3 separate regions of the Mus musculus genome follow, and regions 1 and 3 are each linked to region 2. Evidence: chromatin contacts called from public HiChIP or PLAC-seq data. All regions are on one chromosome and are shown on one strand. Each heading gives the region's core, a stretch centred on a gene start, on an enhancer-like site or on the middle of the called end of the contact. The rest is flanking DNA. Distances are from core to core; before and after follow the strand shown.

Region 1 (4,989 bases), core at 1,560-4,059, 490 kb after region 2:
ATGTGTGTGTGTGTCTGTGTTTCTATGTGTGTGTGTGTGCGTGTTTGTGTGGATGTCTCTGTCTTGGGAGGGGGAGTAGGAGGAGAGGAGAGTTGAAATAGTCTCCTGGGTTGCCATAAAAGGTTCTCAAACAGTTGTAATCAGCTACTGGGAGGGAGGAGTTGTAGAGGGAAGGCTATCTCTGAAGTTCTTTGGTGGTGTTCTCACTTCCAGATCCACCCTGCGGAGGTCGGCTGAATTCCAAAGATGCTGGCTACATCACTTCCCCAGGCTACCCCCAGGACTATCCCTCCCACCAGAACTGTGAGTGGATTGTCTACGCCCCCGAACCCAACCAGAAGATTGTTCTCAACTTCAACCCTCACTTTGAAATCGAGAAACACGACTGCAAGTAAGCACAGCCCTGCTGACTGGGGACGCACACACAGGGCCACTGCTCTGATATTCTGTCCTTTCTCTCACTGAAGGGCAGTTGTGGGCCCTAGCCACAGAGGGCCACTTAAACATGGCATTAGCTTCTAGGAGAGGTAGGGTGGATTTGATTCTGTGGTATTGTAAAGAATCTTTTGGAATGAGGTACAGAAAACAGTGGTACCCTGTCTGTAGAAGTTGGCAGTGGAAAGAGTTTCCATTGGGGCAAGAAGCAGACTACAAACCCCGCTTCTTGTATCTGTGACTTAGCTTCCTTTGGAGGGCTCCCCCATTTTGATTGCTGCCTTATCAGGAACCCTACAAGCTTCCCTAATAAAATGGTAGCTGGGTCCTCAAATATATCCAGCAATAGGGATTGGCTTATTGCTTTCCAAAGGCGCTGCTCATTGCAGAGTTAAAAATACAGAGTTGGTGAAGGATGGGTTAAGACTCCAATTGATTCTTGATGTCCATGCTGCACAGGTTACTCTCAAAGATGCAGGTATAGATTCCTTCTACAAACAGTTCTAATTGCTTTACAATTAAGCCACTCAGTTCTTGCTGTAGCCCTGGGAAGCTGGTGCCATCATGATCTTCATTTTGACAAGAGGACACTAAAACACAGAGAGGTTAAGTCAGTTACTCAAGATGGCCTCAGCTGGTCTTATAACAGGACATCTGTTCAGCCACCTTGGAGATGCAGACAGTCAGAGAAATGCTCGTAAGATGCTGTGCGCACTCGGGAAAACAGGCTGGCTGAGTAGTCTCTAGACCTCTGTCCTGTGTGCTTGCCTCATGAATCAAAAGTGAAAGTGTTCATAAAAGACTATGGCACTGGCAGTTTTGGTCTTTGTACCATACGTTCTGGTGACTGTTCAGTATCCACACGACACCTAAACACTCCGAGCATTCCTGTGACCAAGGAGTTGGGAGTCCTGGATAATTAATAAGGAGACAGCTGGTGGGACAGGTATAAGAGAGCAGGTGACACTCCTGGCCCCTAATGTAGAGCAGGCTTCAGTCCAGGCCAGTGCTTCCTCTGACGGACTCAAGGCTCCTCTGTAACTAGTACTAGACCCCGAGGCCTGGCAAGCTGCTGTCCTTATTATACTCTCAGGACCACTTTGCACCTACAGAATGGTTTCCTTCTAACAGGAGGTAGTCTGTGCTGAAAACCAAAGAGTTTCCCGGATGGATGCCACATGTGACTAAGAGTCACAGGATGGGGTTTCTAATTCCAGGACCAGTCTTGGCTGCCTGGATGACATAGCACATCAGTTCCTCCTTTGTCTGTCTTACACAGACACACTGGACACATTGACTCAGCATCCCAGGATTCCACTTCCCCAGCAGCAAAGCTGACAAAGAATTTGGGTTTGAGCAGCTCTGTAAAAGGACTTTTGGGTCCCAGCGTCTTTGGCATCAACTGAGACATAATGCACAGAGTGCTTGAGAGCGGGCTCAGAGGAACTTGACTAAGCACCTCTCCGGACAGAGGGCCAAATTCGGTTCTGCTGATCCCAGTGCAATCTCGAGGGGAAATTGCTAAGAGGCCATTTTATGGATATTCACTATGACAGGGGAAAGGGGCCTTGCTTTTTAGAAGGTTGGATTCAGACAGCAATGAGCAAAGCCCCAGATATATTGTGTAGAGTAAAAGGCTAGGGACGCACTCTGCAGCCCCGGGATCCAACCCACAGGGCTGCAGAACTTGGTGTGGAGCAGAAGGACTCATACCTCACCTTTGCTGGAGTCTGAAGAGAGGAAACAGGCAAGTTACAGGCTCTCTTCCCGGCTTCTCAGGCCTTCCTAACTAGCTTCCTGTTTTTCTCCACATGCCTCATCCTTGCTGCTGGCTGCAGCCTAAAAGGTCACAGAGGTCAGAAAGAAAATCTTTCTGGAATCTATTTCCCCCTAGTGTCAAATTGTCTGCAAGGCTCCTCTAGGCCCACTTACCCTCGCTCTCGGTCCTCACCCACCCCGCCACCGCTCCCCCACACCCCATCCTCTGTCTCTCTCATTAATTTTTATATTTAGAAGGCCGTATCTGGTCCCACTTGCCCTCATTTGCATGCAGAACAAGGGGCTTGCCCGATTTACTTTCTTGAGAAAGGAACACTTCATCTCATTAAATCCTGGAAGGTTTTTCTTGTTCTTACACTCTTTTTGACTCCTTCTTTTCCACGCTGCATTTTTTTTTAAATAGCATTTGCTATCAAAGGAAATCCGTCCCCTCTTTCTTCGCATTTTGGGGACATGCTCAATTGTTTTACCTCAAAGTTTATGAAGCAGGTACCTCTCCCAACAGAAAATTGCCTCTGCTGCCCATCTCTGAGTGAGCAATAGCTTGGAGAAGAAAGAGGAAATGAAAGGGTACAGCCTACATGCCTGCCCGAGTTGTCTCTTCTGCTTTCTCTGCATGAAATGAACTACAAAAAAAATGGCCCTCTGACCTAAGACCAGGGCCCTTATAGGGAAGATTATTCTGGTCTGTGGTACCTAAGCCTTTTCCTCTCTGTACCTTAAAGTCTCCATTCCAGAAGGTCAAGGCAACCCCCAGACAGATCTTTTCCTGACCACCGCTTGTTCATTTTGTTCCACTGAATCTTGCTGTCTGCTTGGAAAATTTCACTCACAAGCGTCAGCCGTTCTGTGCCAGTGCAATCCGAAGCCACCCTTTCTCTTAGCTTTGCCTGCCTCCTCCCTTGGGCTATCCACAGGGAACCAACCCCTAAGCACCAGCATGCTGTCCTGGGGACTGGGGAGCAGCTACAGGCAGAAGCAAAGGCCGTTGTGGCATTGACAGCTACCTGTGTCAAGGGACAGAAAGACAGGACTCAGGGCTGTCTGGGCAAACAGAAAGAAGTCACTTCATCCCCCTGGGAGCAGAAGATACCAGGAGGCTGCTGCCTTGGCAGACAGAGAGAAGCCATTCGCTTGAGTCATCAGCCAGAGGGTTCAGCGTTATGGTTTTAGAAACATACACACAAGACTGGGTATTTTTCCACTTCTAAACTGTGAACTGTATGAACTCTTAAAAACATTCACCAACATGCTGTCCTATACAACTTACTCACCAGTCTTCAAGCAGGCTTGGTGTGCATGTGCTTACACACACACACACACACACACACACACACACACACACCCATTGTAGAGGTCCAATCAAAGGTAACTAAAATCAAGACCTAGTTCCTAGAAAGAACAAGTATGTAGCAGATAGGTATCTTGAAAATATCTTGGGGAAATTTGAAAACTAGGAAGTTGTGAACATACATTTCTTAGGCCACCTCACAAGTAAGTCTACGTAGATTCAGAACAAAACTACCTCATTCCTGTCAAAGTGAAGCCCATTGAGGAACAATCTCTCCGGGCAGAGTCCCTCCGTGGAAGTCCTGAACATTTTAAAGCCTCACTTCCATGTTTTCTTAAACAAAACCAACAAACGTTGAGGAGAGTCATTTTTTGTTCTTGATGATTTAGGATGGTAATTCTAGACTTCACTCCTTCGTGCACGATGAAGGCCGATCAATGTCCTCTTTGGATCTGATTGGCTCTTGAGGATGGATGCACTTGAATGCAGTACCGGCAAAGCCCAGAAGAGGGCGCCAGATTCCCCTGAAGCCACAGCTAACAAGCAGTTGTGAGCTTTTGAATGGCTGTGCTGTGAACTGGGCTCGCCGCAGAGCCATCTCCTCAGTCTACATTTGAATTTTTGTTGAGCTTTTAAACATCTTAAGTCCCCCAAACCATGATAACAAGTACTTTGCTGTGTCTAGTTTGTGTTACCACAGTAAGTTAGCAAGCTCGTTAAATGCCTCTGTCATGGGAAACTCGAGACTATTTTCTCCTCGTACTTCTTGCTTTCAATTCTTATGAGTATCCTTCCTCATACAGCCTCCCTCTTCTGACTTGCCTTTATTTTTCATATGTATCAATTTTGCCGTAGAAGATCTTTGCTGTCTATGCCAAAGATTAGGTCCTGGGGTTCAAGATTTCAACCCTAAGTCCGTGTAAATTCAAGGCTACCATTTCTTACTTGCTTCGTTCAGCCAAGGCCACGACAGAGTAAGGACTGCCTGGAGATTGACTCTCACCCCGACTGAGCGTAACACAGCACCCATAGTTCTCAGCGTTGGTTTAGACTCCTGTTTCTTCTGATCCTCTCAGTCCCCTACATTCTGGATATGGGTATGGGCCTCTTGCCAACTGTCCTAGCTAAACAAAATGTGCTTGTGTTTACTTACCACAGAGGGTCCCTCTAAATCTTAGAAGATCCTGGGTTGATAAATTAACCATGAGGCTAAGCAGGGGCAAGAAACCAGACCTCAGTAAGCTGGTCCCTTCATGACGAGCAGTCAGCGCTTCCCTGTGCTCAGCAAACAGCCAACATTCCCAGCAACCAAACATAGCTCTTCCACCCGTATGAAGTCTCCCTGAGCTCCCGTGGCATGGGCTGTACCTCCTTCTCTACCCATGTTTCCCCAGGGTTTGTCTCCTTGCCCTTTATTGGCTCCTGCTCCAAGCCACCTCAATCACACTGTCTGTTCCAGTGTGATGATCTCACGCTCTCCAATG
Region 2 (5,057 bases), core at 468-2,967:
TGTCTGTAAGAAGTCTCTGTCTGTCTGTCTGCCACTACCATTGATAGTGGTAGAGGACCAGGGAACAGTGTTGGCTACCTTTGCTTATTCTGTTTTGTTACTTCCGACACCTATCTGGTGGCCAGGTTTCTTGTTTCCACCCTCATTCCTAGGAGCATGTCAGCTCTGCTTCCAACCCCTCCATTCCAGGATATTTCCTGGAGTAGAGTTGTAGCAATCTCTTGTTAGCTGTGTTTGGTAGAGTTTTCTATAGAACCAGAACAGACAATAATATTTTTAGATAGATAGATAGATAGATAGATAGATAGATAGATAGATAGATAGATAGATAGATAGATAGATAGATAGAACCATTTATATGTGTGTATATATATATATATATATATATATATATATATATATATATATACATACATATATAGAGAAAGATAGATAATAAGGAATTGCCTAACATTATTGTGAAGCCTGACAAACCACAAGATCTTCTGTGTTAATCAACAAGTTGAGACCCAGCAGAAATGTGCAGAGTTCTAGTCTAAATCTAATGACTAGAACTAGTAAATCTAATGGTAAAATTTGCATCCATAGCCACCAGGCCTGAAAATGCAAAAGAGCTACTATTTCAGTTCAAGTGCAAAGACAAAATAAAGCCATGAACCAGTTTGAAGACAGCCAAGAAGAGAGAATTCTCTCCTATTAAGGAAAGACACTGCTTTGTTCTACACAAGCCTTTAAGATGGCATAAGAACCATGTGCCAGGGCTGGAGAGATCATTCAGTACTGAAGATCACTTTTCAGGTTTGAAAAGAGCCCAGGTTAGATTCGCAAGCCCAGGTAGTGGTTCGAAACCATCCAAAATTTCATCTCCAGAGTATCTAGGATATCCAACGCTCATCATAAAGCCCCCTCCCCAAAATCTTAATAAAACCTTTTTAAGAGTCACATGTCATAGGAATAACAATCATTAACTATCTGTAGGATCTAGTTTACTGATTAGCTCGTTCAGGGAAACCCCTAAAACTCCCAGAGGGCCATGCAGATGCCACCCCACCTGGCAGATAACACAGGTAGGTGCTCTTGCAACCTACAACTCTTGAGAATGAAAAAGTTTTTCTCTTCTAGTCTTGTGGGGAAAATCAGGCCCGCAATGTGTCAAATATTTCACGCCATTAGATAAACAGTGGAATTTACCTTTTTTAGCATGGTAACATTTTATATGTTAGTGGTAGCACGTTATTTGTAGGAGTCACTGTGCTGCCTGATTTAGTCTACCTCCTTTCTCATCACAGGCTGTATGTTCCATTTCATATTGTTTGTTGTTGCTGTTGTTGTTTGGTTTGGTTTGTCTGTTTTTACAAGAGAGTTTCTCTAAGTAGTGCTGGCTGCTCTGGGCTCTCAGTGTATACACCAGGATGGCCTCAAGCTCTCTAAGGTGCTTTTGCTTCTGTCGTCCAAGGACTGGATTAAAGGTGTGGGTGCCCGCATGCCCAGTCTCTACATGGTCATTTTATTTTATTTTGTGGCGCTTGATGTAGGGGACAGGATTTTGTGCATGTTAGGCAAAGGCTCTTCCACTCAGCTTCATCCCCCCACCACAGGGAAGGTATTCATAGTATCATTTTCTATATTTAAACTTTGAGGATTGGAGAAGTTGGGTAATGGTCTCAGATTCACAGGACAATAGGAGCCAAATGTAGGGGAAAAAAAAAAAAAGGGAAGTCCTGCCGCAAACAGAACAAAAAACAAACAAGTAAAAGAGGAAGAAAAAAAACCCTTTGTTCTAACCAGAACATTCTATCGTTCCTTTCATCCGTCATTGTATTAAAGGAAAAAATATTCAGAATGAACAATATGATTAGTGAGCACCCACAGGGTTTCCTCAGAACTCACTTCTGTTAGTAACAGTGGTGGTCAGGGTGAATGTTATTTTACACTACCAAATAGCCTGGAGAAGAATGTCACATTTTGTCAAGTAGAAAAATCCAAATTCAGACTCCTGTCCTTTGCTTCCAAGGCCTTCCTATGGTTCAGATAGAAAAAGTGGATCTTCCCCCCTCCCCCAACCCACCCCCTGCTTTGTCTAAACACTGAACAGTATCCCAGGTCTCAAGACATTTTCCCACTTTTCCCACTCAGGTAAATGTCAGAGTATTTATTTATAGAGTCACACTTTTAAAAATATTAAGGTATAAAAGACATGTTTTATGAGTCTCCTACAAATCAGGGATATTGATAAGCACTGGGCTTTCCCAGGTAACAAAAGGTCACGGAGATGTGTAGATTTATTCGCCATGGTGGATAGTGAGCAGGTCACCCACACAGACACCCATAGGAGGCACAGGTTATCTCAGCCAGGGAGCATTCTGGGCTCCTTCCATTCCAGGTGAAGGCCTATTGATTTCTAAGGTGGTTTATGTGTGAGAGATGGACTGAAATACAAGCAACGCCGGCTCCTTTTCCCTCTGGTTTACTACAGCTTCATTTGTTCCTTGTTTTATAGACCTATTGCTTCCCAGTGATGGGTGGGCTGAGAATGAAGTACCACCGTCCCCGCCACCACATCCTGCTCTGGAATGGGGCCTTGAAGATTTCAGTCACAGGTATCGATAAAATGATATATCATAAATGTTCCCTGTTATAGTTTTTCTGGGAAAACTCAGCAACCTTATTTTAACTCTATTTCTTTGCAGAATGGAAATCTCATAGTCTCCATTTTTCCTCCCCAGTGAAAGGTTTCTGTGACTAAGAACTTATATTGTTCATAACTTGGTTCCTGGAATTTTTTTTGAGAGTCATCTTATATAATTAACATCACTAAGAAAATAGCTGGGTTTCTCTTAAAATTTTGAAGATCAGAGTAGCAGAACTCAAAAAAAGAAGAAAAAATCCAACCTCGTACATAGGAAGATGCAAAGTAAAACCTAAGAAGCATAAAGTCTCAGGTTTTCTTTTTTCTTTACTTTGTAATTGGCAAACCTGAAAGGAATTTTAAAAATAGATGCTCCAAGAAAGTTAATGGAACCTAAAAATTAAAGCAGCACCATATAATCTAAAATATTGAAAAGGGTACCCAATATTATAGCCACTCTATAATAGAAACTAGAAAATCAATAACTTTTAGACTCACACAGGCACAAAAGCGGAAGATTTACTAAGCATACATACTATTTAACTAAGGGAATTCATAGATTTTGTTCTTCTGATGAGTTTTAAAAATCATTAAATTGTCTCTTTGCTATTTTCTGTATTTATTATGGCTGTTAAAAAACTGTGTATTTTATTCCATTCTGTTTCCCATGATAACGCTGGGAAATTTCTTCATTTTTCTTACAGCAACGCTGGTGTCATTTCTATTATGCTTTTTAATACAATGGGCTAAAAATAAGGCTACACAAGAGTATAGCCAACTCTATCAGAGGAAAGCCTGCCTATGTTGAACTACCTCTGATTTTTAGATTTTGAAATCAGTTATTCTCAAAACATTATCATGAAGAACACTGGGAATCACAGTGTGCTAAGCCAACACCCGGAGGGCTTTTTTAAAAGAACGTAGAATGTAGTTAGTTTTGTTTATTCTCTGCATTGTCTGTCTTGATCCTGAATCCAAAATGAGTTTGATGACATCCAAAAATCAATATTTTACGTGGTTTCATTCATTCTACTTTACAATTCCTTCTGTGTGTGCCACACAGTTCCATCAGGGTAGCACAAAGACGAATTCAGTAGAAAATAGATTGGCAAAAGCCTAAGCAAAAGCAACATTGTTGGAGGTATTCTAGGACCTGACCTTGAACTACAGGGCCACAGCAATAAAACAAAAACAAAACAAACAGGTTGGTGTTTATACGAAGTCAAACATGTCTGTCAAAAGAATAGGAGGGAGGACACCAAAATAAACCCACAAATCCATGGCCACCTAATTTTGACAAACATACTGAGAACATACACTAAAGAAAAAAGCTTATTCAGCAAATGGTGCTGGGAAAATGGAATCTCCAGGGAGAATGAATTTAGATCTGCATCTCTCACCCTTCTCAAAATACAATGCAAAACCGGTCAGAGGACTCAATCTCCAGCTCCAGACACTTGGACTGTTAGAGGAGAGCAGACCAAACATGCTTGAAGTTATGACACTTGCAAGCGCATTTTGACCAGGACTCCAAGAGCTCAGAAAATAGTCCCAAGAGTTGACAAATGGGAATGCTTAGAATTAAAAGTTTGTGGACATCAAGGGGAACTGTCTACAGAGAGAACAGACAGCATATGGAATGGGGAGTATCCCAGTCAGCTCTGTCCCAGACAGGCTGTGATGGGAAGAATACATTGATATCGAGAATATATGAAGATCTGCAAAAGATTAAGGACTAAAATCATACAGCTGCCTAATCAATATTAGGCTATTGAAATGAACAGACTGTATCAAAAGAAGAAACAAATAATCAACAAATAGCTCTTAAATGTTCAATATCATTCCCAACCAGGGAAATGTAAATTAAAGCCACCTGAGATTCTCTCTCACCCAGAACAAATTGAGAAAACAGGTGACAGCAAGTGACTGCAGGGCTATGGGCATGAGAAACCCCTGTCCACTGCTGAGGAAATACAAACTGGCACAACCATTTAAGAACTTGGTATGAAAACTTCTCTTTGCCATAGATGAAATCCACTAAAGAAAACCACAACCTATCCAAATAGAGAGTTATGGAGCCCAGTCCCAATGGGTACATCTACAAAAAACTCTTGCAATACAGGGAACATTGTGGAAGAGGGGGTGGAAAGATTGTAAGAGTCAGAGGATCAGGGAGTCTGCTGCCAAATTCTGTCTCCAGTAATATCAAAAGCTACATCCATAAAGTCTCACCAACATGGCTGTCCAAACTTGAGCTGGACAAGGATGGCATCAGTGACCATGCCAAAGTAGATTATAAAAACAACCAAAAGCCCCCAACCTTACACAAAGCCAACCGAGGAAAGCTGGAACCAGGAGAGGTGGTCTTTCCTAGGGAAGAGCACACCATTTGGTTGTCCAGTGCCAACCAGTCAGCCCTGAAAACATA
Region 3 (4,705 bases), core at 444-2,943, 450 kb after region 2:
TGAAGCTCTCTTCACACGAAAGGGAGGAGGTGAGTTGTCTCACTCCTTACATGGCTGCACCTGGGATAACATGCTACAACACTTGTGTGCAAGGGTATAAGCATGTCAGGAGTCACCTTGAGCAAACTTAGGGTCGAAGAAGTGACGGGGGATTGACCAACAGACTTTGCATTTAGGCTGCATAAGTATCTCTGCCCATCTTAATGTGTCAAGGTTCAGCCCAGACTCAGTGTCTGCTGGCTGTTGTGAGAATGTTGGGCTCAGCACCAGCCAAGCTTCTGAGTTGTGACTATTTTTGGAGTGTGAAATCTGATTGATACTGATAAATACTACCATAGGGCTGGGAATTCAGGTTAGTGGTAGGACACTAACCTAGCATGTGCAAGGTCCTACGTTGCTCTCCAGCATCTTAACAAACAACAAATGGCATGGAATTTCACACTTAAACATAGTGTGAACATCACAGAGCTTGCCCACTGTGCCCTATTGCCTAAGAACGAGTGTATCTCAAAGACAGCAGACACCCTAGCACCAAACCTTTGCTCCTTCAGTTAGGGGCAGAGGAAAGACAGAGGTCCCTCGACAATAAGGAATCCAGAAGGGCTTGGGACAGGAAGCAGGAGCTTAGAGGACCGTAAAGCACAGAGGATCTGAAAGACAGCTTCATAGTCCCAAACAGAGTTATGGGCTTTTATTCATACACACAGGGAGATAAAGGGTTCTCATTGCTGGCCAGAATCTGCCTGCTTCCCCCAGACTCACACCCTCCATTGTCCTTAGCCATTCAGATAGTTTAAGGCAGGGCAGCTGAGAAGCTGAGTCACCAGTCTGGGAGGACACCCTTATCCTTCTTTCCTTACTTCCCCTTTGCACCCCTCCCCTCACTAATTGTTTCCAGGGCTAATGCTGGGGGCAGAGTTGTCCAAAGGCCTGCTCTGTTCTCCACCCTGCCCCCAAGCCCCTCTTGAGCTGGAACTAGCTCTTCACAGCCCTTCTAAAAGGGCCTTTCATCCCCTCCTTATCCCACCACCAAAACCTCAGAAGGAAAGAGACTTCAAAGTACTAGGGCCCAGTTTGATTGCCAGTATGTGGCAGGTCTCTCACCAGTGGGGGCGAGAAGGAAGTACAGGCCCACCATCACTGGGGTTCCTCCTTTTCGGCTCCTGCCAGTGGAGTTGTCATCTGCTCATAGTAACACTGTGAGCTTCCCTTTTTGGATCCTTCCATTCTTGCTTCTGCTAGAGAAACAAAGGCTTCAAAGGAGGGCTCCCCTACAGCTCTGACACACCCTCCAGCTCTGTGGAGGGTCCTCTTTGAGCGGCACAAGCAGCAAGGCCGACTTGAGCTTCCTGTGGGTCTAGAAACCAAGAAGTTAAGTCCTTGGCATGGCTCCTGGATTTTTCCATGTTCCCGCCCCTCCTGATTAGAACCCTGTTTCCGAGAGCACACATACTTAAGGAGGGTCTCTTCTACAAGCCCGATGCCAAAGTGACATCTGATGATGATGATGATGGCAAAGTGAATGAAATGAAGACATCACCACCCCAAGGGATGGTGGAGGGGAAGGATTTTTATTGCAGTTATGAGGGACAGTGCAGTCAGAGGCATCTGGAAGAGAAAGTACTGGACTGAACACTACCAGTAGGCTGACCTAGGCCACAGAGGGTAGGGTTGAGAGAGGAAGAGGAGAGGGAGCAAAGGAAACTGAGAATGGACCAAGACAACCAAGAGATTGCGTGGCCAAAACGGCAGGGTAATACAGGAAGGAGAAGCTGGGGGAAGGGCAGCCCATGAACCATACAAGTTTAGAGTAGGAGGTGGGGTAAGAAAAGCTGAGAGGAGCCTCTGGTATTCAGGGAGCCTTAAGGCCAGCTTGCACTGTGGCATGCTAACAGTCACCACAGTTAGACAGTTAGCCATTTTCCTGAGTTTCTCTTGGACATGGTACAAGTGTCATGTTAAAACCACCTGATCTGAGACAAAATTTGGAGCTGTGACAAAAAGATGGACCATCTAGTGATTGCCATATGCAGGGATCCATCCCATAATCAGCTTCCAAACGCTGACACCATTGCACACACTAGCAAAATTTTGCTGAAAGGACCCAGATATAGCTCTCTCTTGTGAGACTATGCCGGGGCCTAGCAAATACAGAAGTGGATGATCACAGTCAGCTATTGGATGGGTCACACGGCCCCCAATGCAGGAGCTAGAGATATTACCCAAGGAGCTAAAGGGAACTGCAACCCTATAGGTGGAACAACAATATGAACTAACCAGTACCCCAGGGCTCTTGTCTCTAGCTGCATATGCACTCAAAAGATGGCCTAGTCGGCCATCACTGCAAAGAGAGGCCCATTGGACTTGCCAACTTTAGATGCCCCAGTACAGGGGAACGCCAGGGCCAAAAAGGGGGAAGTGGGTGGGTAGGGGATTGGGGGGGTGGATATGGGGGACCTTTGGGATAGCATTGAAAATGTAAACGAGGAAAATACCTAATAAAAAAAAATTGATGATGAAAAAAAAAACCACCTGATCTTTTGTTTGTTTGTTTGTTTGTTTTATTCAATCCATTCTGTATATTGAAATTGAGATGATTTTCAGCTTATAAATGTTAAAAGAACTATAGTGTGGTCCTTAAGTCCCATCAGTATTACATACTGACTATCAGCCAAGTTTTCTTCCTTTCTTCATCATCTCATCTTAAGTGAGAGAGTGATTCAGCAGAATTGAGGGACAGAAGCCTGTCCTCAGCCTGCCGAGCCCAAGCAATGTGGTGCTTGAAGCTTAAGAGTGTAAACTATCACCAAACTGCAGCAAATTGGCTGGATTCTTGAACAATGGATTTCTGATCCATTTGGAGCCATTCTTTGCAACATTAGTGACCTGAGTGAGGCTGGAAGGTGAATCAGTCATTAGGAGTAACTGACCTTCTGTTTCATGAGCCAACCAGGGGACGAAAGACAAATCTTACCTTATTTGTTATTCCTGGGGTTTCTGTTTGACGTTTTGTTTTGTTTTTCTGCCCTAAATCTAGCTGTTACTAGATTGTGCTTGGAGGAAACCTGATAAACTTGAATAAACCTGGTAAAATGGTGTGGCTCTTCCTTAACTCTCAACTAACTTTCTAAGAGCCGGGACAACTTGTCACTCTTCAGCTCACTTACTGCTCCCACTTAGCTACCCCACCATGCCTAGCACACTTCTTGAACAAGGTCATGTTGTGCATACATTGCATACATTGTGCCATCTCTGGAACCTCAAGTGCCTTTGTCCAACATCATGCGAATGCCTCCTGGAGTCCACACCCTTCGCAGTCTGTCATTCGTAGTTTCAGAAATAAGGGAATTGACACAAATCAAGCCTGAACGCTTCCACTTATTATTAGTTGGGTGACATGTGCCCATTTCTTTACCAAATAGGCAAGGTAGTTGTTTACCTTCTAAAATAAAGTAAATTTGGTGTTTAGGAAGGGTCATAAGTTTTCAAGGTCCTGTTGGATGGGTCATTGTGAAGTGACAGTGGGCAGTTCTGTGCCTAGCGGAACTGGTTCTGTCTTGCCCACATCTCCCCTCTTGTCTTTGCTGAGAGAAGCCATCATCTGCTTGCCAGGCTTGGTAACGACGTCCCGAATGAGAGTAGCATTTCGCCAGCAGCCCCTGCCACCCCTCCTCTTTGCCCCTCAATGTAGTGCACTGTCATTTGGAGAGCCTGAAGACAGATCGGTGCCCAGATCCCACCTCCCCTTAGGGGATCAGAATCGAAAACTGCACTTGGGTATTTTAATTTTTCCCTTCATTTTTTGTTTTATAGTTATGGGTGTTCTAGTTCATCTATGTGTCTGTGTACCAAACAGGTGCCTGGTGCTCACAGAGACCACAAGAGATTCTCAGATCCTCTCAGACTGGAGTCACAGACAGTTGTAAGTTGCCATGTGGGTGCTGGGAAATGAACCCAGGACTCCAGGAAGATCAGCCAGTGCTCCTAACTGTTGAGCCATCTCTCCAGCCCAATATGACTGTTTTCTAGAAATCTGTCTCCGGATTTGGGCTCATGAGCTCGACAATGAGAAAGTTACATCAGTGTTGCTTGTCTCTGTTTACTCGTCTGGCGCCCAGCTAGTAATGAGAGCAGCCCCTTCCAACATTGTTCGTGCCACGACACACAGGGAAGGTGAGAATACTTGTAGAGCATCCAAGGAAAACAAATGAGGAAAGGTGACCTTCTCAGGTACGTCACCCATCTCAAGAGCAGAACCAGTCCATGCTGCTGCGTGCTTAACATTTCGTTCAAGCAAAAAGAGCATGCTGGGAAATTCCTATCAAATAAACTTCTCATTGCAACGTAGAGCTAACGAAGACCTTAGGAAATAGTCCGTGCCCATCTTTTCATTGCACAGAAGAAACTAAGGCCAGCCAGGTGGAGTAACTCACTCCGAAGGCAAGAGATTGGTATCAGCCATTACCTTCAGTCATAATCAAATGCAAGGTCAAGAGGCTGCCAGCCTTCCTTTTGATCACAGGCACCCGTGAGAGAGAACACTCCCATCCCTGACAGGGAACTTGCTTCCACCCCCAAGGATGACACGTTGATTCATTGGCGCCACACTCTTGTAGCCCAGGAGGCTGGCCAAAAGACAGCTGTCTTGGAGCACAGGCGCCTGTGGGGAGTGACAGCAAGCGAGTTTCTTTCTTCCTTTTCAATC

The links. HiChIP or PLAC-seq counts read pairs in DNA pulled down with a chosen protein or histone mark.
Region 1: a contact with region 2 is called in an H3K27ac HiChIP or PLAC-seq map of microglia, with 5 times the contacts expected there. The contact joins two enhancer-like sites.
Region 3: a contact with region 2 is called in an H3K27ac HiChIP or PLAC-seq map of microglia, with 5 times the contacts expected there. The contact joins two enhancer-like sites. A contact is called at or near these places in 5 of 484 Hi-C or Micro-C datasets (the N1E-115 cell line, adipose-derived mesenchymal stem cells, immediate neuronal precursor and 2 more) and 2 of 115 datasets of contacts at active chromatin or transcription factors (forebrain and microglia).

The regions. Positions count from the first base shown.
Region 1 is chr1:62,718,717-62,723,705 of GRCm38.p6, forward strand. It overlaps Nrp2 (neuropilin 2), which reads left to right. Exons shown (of 17, transcript NM_001077404.1): 2 at 214-391. Among named protein-coding and RNA genes, the nearest start is that of Gm29083, 3.0 kb to the left of the region's middle. Within about 2 kb of position 2,810, at least 94 of the 459 cell types and tissues checked have an H3K27ac peak or open chromatin away from gene starts, as enhancers often do. A contact at or near this core is called in microglia, where this site is marked.
Region 2 is chr1:62,227,679-62,232,735 of GRCm38.p6, forward strand. Pard3b (par-3 family cell polarity regulator beta) reads left to right here. Exons shown (of 23, transcript NM_001081050.2): 14 at 2,501-2,600. Among named protein-coding and RNA genes, the nearest start is that of Pard3bos2, 94 kb to the left of the region's middle. Within about 2 kb of position 1,718, at least 9 of the 459 cell types and tissues checked have an H3K27ac peak or open chromatin away from gene starts, as enhancers often do. A contact at or near this core is called in microglia, where this site is marked.
Region 3 is chr1:62,677,963-62,682,667 of GRCm38.p6, forward strand. No RefSeq gene overlaps it. Among named protein-coding and RNA genes, the nearest start is that of Nrp2, 23 kb to the right of the region's middle. Within about 2 kb of position 1,694, at least 69 of the 459 cell types and tissues checked have an H3K27ac peak or open chromatin away from gene starts, as enhancers often do. A contact at or near this core is called in microglia, where this site is marked.